Linked DNA regions of Rattus norvegicus: region 1 is linked to region 2. A link is a contact called in public Hi-C data. All regions are on one chromosome and are shown on one strand. The core of a region is the stretch at or near the end of the contact, and the rest is flanking DNA. Distances in the headings are between cores, read along the strand shown. Region 1 overlaps Commd1 (copper metabolism domain containing 1). Region 2 has its middle 60 kb from the start of Rpl28l3.

Region 1 (2,700 bases), core at 100-2,599, 330 kb after region 2:
ACCATGAGTGATCCATTGGAGCGTAAATGTTGTTAAACGGGTATGGCACTTGAACTCCGCAGCCTGTTTCAGTCATGCAGGGAACCACTACTACTCTGACACTGTGTGCTAACTTACACTTTACCTAACTGCCATTTAAGGTAGGCTCTCCAGGCTAGCATTCAAGCTAACACAGTAACTAAATGTATCAGTTTGATATTTTCTCAACATTGACACAATCTCCAGTCATCTGAGAGGGACCACAACTGAGTGGAGAAAGTGTCTCCATCAGGCTGGCTAGTGTGCAGCCTGTGGGACAGTTTCTAGACTGATGATAGATGTGGGCGGGGTGGGCGCCGCCCACTTGTGGGGTTCAACCCCTGGGCGGGTGGCTGGGTTGTCTAAGAAAGCAGCTGGGTTCGCTGAGGAGGAGCCAGTAAGCAGCTTCCTCCAGGGTCTGTGTCCAGGTTCGTGGTGGGCTTTCCTCAGTCCACTGACGATGGGCTGGAACCTATGAGCCAAGTTAACCCTTTCCTCCCCAGGTTTCTTACAGCCATGGTGTTTTGCCATAGCAACAGAAGCCAAACTAAGATGCTAAGTATATTAATTATAAAATAAAGAATCTTAAGTTTGCACAACACTCCATGTTCAAAGAATTTTCACATCTATCAGGATTTTTTTTTAAGATTTATTTATTTCATGTATGTGGACACACTGTCGCTGTCTTCAGATGCACCAGAAGAGGCCATCGGATCCCACTGCAGATGGGAAGTGAACTCAGGGCCTCTGGAAGAGCAGTCAGTGCTCTTAACTGCTGAGCCACCTCTCCAGCCCCCTATCATTTGATTCTTTTATTGATTCTTTGTGGATTTCACATCACGCACCCCAACTGCACTCATTTCCCAGCCTTCCGTATCTACCCCTCCACCCTTGCAACCTTCCCCACAAAGCACCTCGCCATGGAAGCTGCAGTTTGTCATGGTGTGTCACACAGTCACACACTCTTTTATCCAAACAGCTCTACTTGCAAACGCTCTTTACAATGAGTCATTGGCCTTGGCCTGGTTTGAGGCCTCTGGTTTCTGCTATACAAATACTAGAATGTCACCAAGACTCCTCTGGGATAGTCTACTTTTGCCCTGAGTCATGGAGGTCCTGCAGCTTTGTTTCTGCAGGACCAGATCCTTCACACATTCCAGCAGCTCATAGATAGGGTAGATGCTGGGGTGGACCAGCTCAAAGCCCTGGATCTGGGCCTAAGTGGTAGCTAAATTGATCAGCCTGTCAGCTCTCCCACACCCACACCAGCAGAGCTGACTCTCCTGCTGGCCAGACAAGGCTCAGGGCCAGCTCTCCCCTGGTTGGTGGGGCCAGCTCTCCCGTGCATGCGGGCAGGGCGCCACTGTGTGGTGGCAGATCAGCATGGCCTCTGATGGTAGCACAGGCCCCTGCTGTGGCAGGACCCAGACGCAGATGTGGCCCTGAGGAGCACAGGCCCAGAGGTCATCATGGTCTCAGGTGGCAGTGCAGGCCTCTCTCACATCAGGCTGTTCCTCACCACCAGCCTGTTTCCAGTTCTCTCTTCATTGTGTACTAACTTCTTACCTTCTCTGTCGCTCCCATCTCTCCAATGATATATACTTGCTCATTGCAATGGCGCCCACTGGGCCCACACTGCCCAGGATTGGAGGGGTGTGGCTGTCTGCCATGCCGCACAGCCTGGACATCTTTTACTTCTCCTGAAACTCATATTCTATTTCCCATTTCACAGACAAGGTAGTCAGACGCAGTAAGAAGTACTGACCACAGAAAGCCACCGACTTTCGTAAAGCCCAGCGGCCAGAGCGACCTAACTGGAGCCTAAACTGTTTCATGCTTCTCTGGTTGGTTGTCATAGTGACTGCACGCAGATATGGATACAGACATCATCGCTGCTGCTGATTAAAAAGTCAAACTGATTCTTCCTACCATCAGTGATATAAAAATGCTGCCACCTAAGGATTAGCTACAAAGCTTGTTCATATTCCTTGGAAAGTAATTAAGGGATGAGAAATGTCCCCTACAGACTCGGGAATGTGAGCCCCAGTTGGTGCGACTGTCTGGGAGGTCTGGGAGGTCTGGAAGGCGCAGCTTTCCTGGAGGAAGCAGTTGCTGAAGGCAGGCTGTGAGGGTGTGCAGCTTCTCCTTACTCCCGCCTCGCACGCTCCGCCTTGTGCTTACAGATGCTGCTGCTCCTGCCGGTGTGTCTCGTGGCCACAGCTGACCGTTCTATAAAGCTGTACGCCAGAACAAACTTTTCCTTTATAACTGGCTTTTGGTCATGGTGTTTTGTCAAAGCAACAGAAAATTAATGGAATTTTTGGTGCATGTAGTTGGAAGGTGGCTGAGATAAGAGGACCTACAGGAACCAGGGCCCTGGGGACTATTACAAAGCAGAGCTGTCAATCCCGAGAGCGCCTGTCATGTCTGCCCGCTCATGTTCTTCTCCTTCTCTTCCTTCCATCTACCTTCACCACCCCCCCTTTTAACTTTATGCCAAAAAAATTGAGGAAATCAGCTGTCCACATTCCCAGTCTCACGTCGTTCTGACACGGTGATCTGCAAAGTCAAGGCTGTTTATCCCCTGTTGTAAGTGGGACGTTGGCTGGGACCACCCCAGCTCGGAGAGAAGAGGGTGCTCTCACTTGTCTAGTTTGGTGCACACACCAGCAGCCTCTGGCC
Region 2 (2,700 bases), core at 57-2,556:
TCTGGGTAAAGCTTTAACAGTAAAGCAAGATTGTGAGCCCCTCGTTTGTCCTCAGAGTAAGAGTTGCTAAGTGACTGACCCCACCCTTACAACCTTGTAAGTTTAGGAGAGCCCAAGGCCTGGGCTGCCTGAACTTCTGTCCGTGGACCAGTGCTTGTCACCACCTCAGCCATAATGAAGTGGTACAGTGTTGAGAGCAAAGGGACAGGCTTCACATAGTGTCAACCAAGACAAGTGCCTGGAGAGTGATGGCAGAACAGCATCCCGATTTCCATCAAGAATGACCAAGCAAGATCTGCCTCAGAATTGTGGGTGGGGACGGCCAGAGCTTCTAAAATGCAGATTCTTGGGACATTGAGATGGCTCAGGGGCATAGGCCCTTGCTACCAATTGTGACAACTTGAGTTTGATTCCTGCAGATGCGTATGATAAAAAGAAAAGCATCGCTTAAAAATTGTCCTCTGGGGGGCTGGAGAGATGGCTCAGTGGTTAAGAGCACCGACTGTTCTTCCTGAGGTCCTGAGTTCAAATCCCAGCAACCACATGGTGGCTCACAACCATCTGTAATGAGATCTGATGCCCTCTTCTGGTGTGTCTGAAGACAGCTACAGTGTACTCATACAATAAAATAAAATCTTAAAAAATAAATTTATAAAAAAATAATTGTCCTCTGAACCTCAGTAGGAGTACACACACACACACATACACACATATACACACACATGCACACACGCATGCATGTGTTTTTCTTTTTTTTAATTCCTCTGTGTGTGTGTGTGTGTGTGTGTGTGTGTGTGTGTGTGTGTACATGTGTGTTCCTTAAAAGTCTACAGAGGCTTGGTGACCCTATTCTTATACCCCTTAGCAGGGCTTTTAGGAAGGAAAAGAGGTAGTCCGCAGCCTCAGTGGTCAGCAGCCATGCCTGGGTGGGTTGCACACGGCACACCGGGATCTCTGAAATGCCTAGGCTGTTTACAGCGCCACAGCTGCACCCAAGAATCCTTCACTAATCCAACACAGCTGGTCCTATGCCAGGCTATTCTCCCCGGATTCACCTTCCAGAAAGTGAAAATCGACAGAGGCAGAGGCCATGGAACCCTTGCTGGGGGTTGGCAGCAAGGAAAAGGCACATCAATAATTCCATTCCTTGGCTGCCAATGATTTTACTGTGGGGAAATGGCTGCTGATCCAGCTACATCCGGCTGGAGTCGCATCAAAGCAGCGGATGTCCAGCCAGCCGTCTTTGCTCACACGCAGGTCGAGGCACAGGCCTGGCTAGAAGGCGGCTCCGCATTGCCTCTCCCCGGGCTCAGGCAGTGACACAAGTCACGTGACAGCATCAGTCAGAACAAGTCCCTCTAGACAAGAGACAGCTCTGCAAGAGCCGAGAAGAGCAGGGGCACACGGCTGCCTTCAGCTGAAGTTGTCCAACACTGAAGGTTACAAGGAACAAGTTGTCCTTCTCTTTAGATGACTTCCTCTTGGATGGAACATCCCAGCTTTTCCTGTCAGGAACAAGCCCAAAAAAGGTAGCCGCTGCAGTCAGAAGAGCCTTAGATCCACAGAGAAGCCGTGACCTAACAACGCCCACATGGAATTTTCTGGATTTGCCTAATTTATTTCTTTCTCTCCACCCCCCACTATCATTATTGTTATTATTAGTTCAGCAGAGGTCATTTGAGCTTGGCTTTCCAAATGCTGTCTGGAAAAAACTGCCCAGGCTCTGCGGCTCGGGGCTAAAATGGGCGTGGTGGATGTAGCCGCAGCTCTCAGATTTTTTTTGTTGCAGGTTTTTAACCTGCTGAGACCAGTCCCCTCATCTACCCACAGGCCGCTCAGGAAGTGCTTAGCTCACACTCCAGGATTCGTGTGCCAAACAGCGGAGATAGCGATCTGGCTCGGAACAATTCCAGCCGTAAGCCACGCACTTCCTGACTGCAGAAGCCGAGCCCTGGGGAAAATGGCACCGGTCTGCCTGCAGCCCGCCCCCGCGCGGTGCTCCGGGTGATGCCTGGGAAGCAAGCCTGGAAAATGTCTGTTGACAGCAACGAGCTTGAGAGGCGCTGAATGGGCTGCCAGGAACTGGCCGTTAGCTAGATTTCTACGTGGGATTATATTTTGAAAGAATTGCTTCAGGAATTTTTTTTTTAACTTGGCTGGCGCAGTGAGACATTCAGATGAGGATCCGGGGCCTTCAGTGTAAGCAAAGGCAGGCTTGTAGAATAAGCACAGGACACAGAAGGAAGGCCAACGTGCATTGGGGTTTCCGGTGTCCAAAGTCAGCATCTCAGGCCGTAGGTCCTGAGAATCCAGAATGACTTCCTGCAAGCTCTGCTAGGGAATTTTGGGGGCTGGGGGAAGCTTTAGGCGCTAGTGAGAGAAAGATCATCAGCCTAGCCCCCAGCCCACCTGGTTGGCTGCTAACTCACCCTGGAGTTACTGCCCAGAGCTGGGCTGCCCTCACTCACATGTCCCCTTGGCGTGTTCTCTCGGTTTTCTCGGGCCTCTGCACAAATGCCACGATCTCAGGAAAACCTGTGTTTGATCCATTACCCTGTCTGAAAGGCTTTGGCCCCTGCCTTATTTCCTAACGTTATACATGTTATCACCCCCATTACGGTTTATTTCGTCTAAATGGTAACCATCCTATCAGGAACAAAGATATTCTATTTTATTTGTTTGTTTCTTTATTTTGGGACA

What was found. Hi-C and Micro-C count contacts between places; a contact is called where the count stands out from the background.
Region 1: a contact with region 2 is called in a Hi-C map of the A7r5 cell line, with 6 times the contacts expected there. The contact joins two enhancer-like sites. A contact is called at or near these places in 9 of 12 Hi-C or Micro-C datasets (the A7r5 cell line, the Rat2 cell line, Schwann cells and 5 more) and 1 of 1 datasets of contacts at active chromatin or transcription factors (oligodendrocytes).

The regions. Positions count from the first base shown.
Region 1 is chr14:101,155,717-101,158,416 of GRCr8, forward strand. The region is part of intron 1 of Commd1 (copper metabolism domain containing 1); the gene reads right to left. Among named protein-coding and RNA genes, the nearest start is that of Commd1, 29 kb to the right of the region's middle. Within about 2 kb of position 1,350, at least 67 of the 93 cell types and tissues checked have an H3K27ac peak or open chromatin away from gene starts, as enhancers often do. A contact at or near this core is called in the A7r5 cell line, Schwann cells and liver, where this site is marked.
Region 2 is chr14:100,824,000-100,826,699 of GRCr8, forward strand. No RefSeq gene overlaps it. Among named protein-coding and RNA genes, the nearest start is that of Rpl28l3, 60 kb to the left of the region's middle. Within about 2 kb of position 1,307, at least 81 of the 93 cell types and tissues checked have an H3K27ac peak or open chromatin away from gene starts, as enhancers often do. A contact at or near this core is called in the A7r5 cell line, Schwann cells and liver, where this site is marked.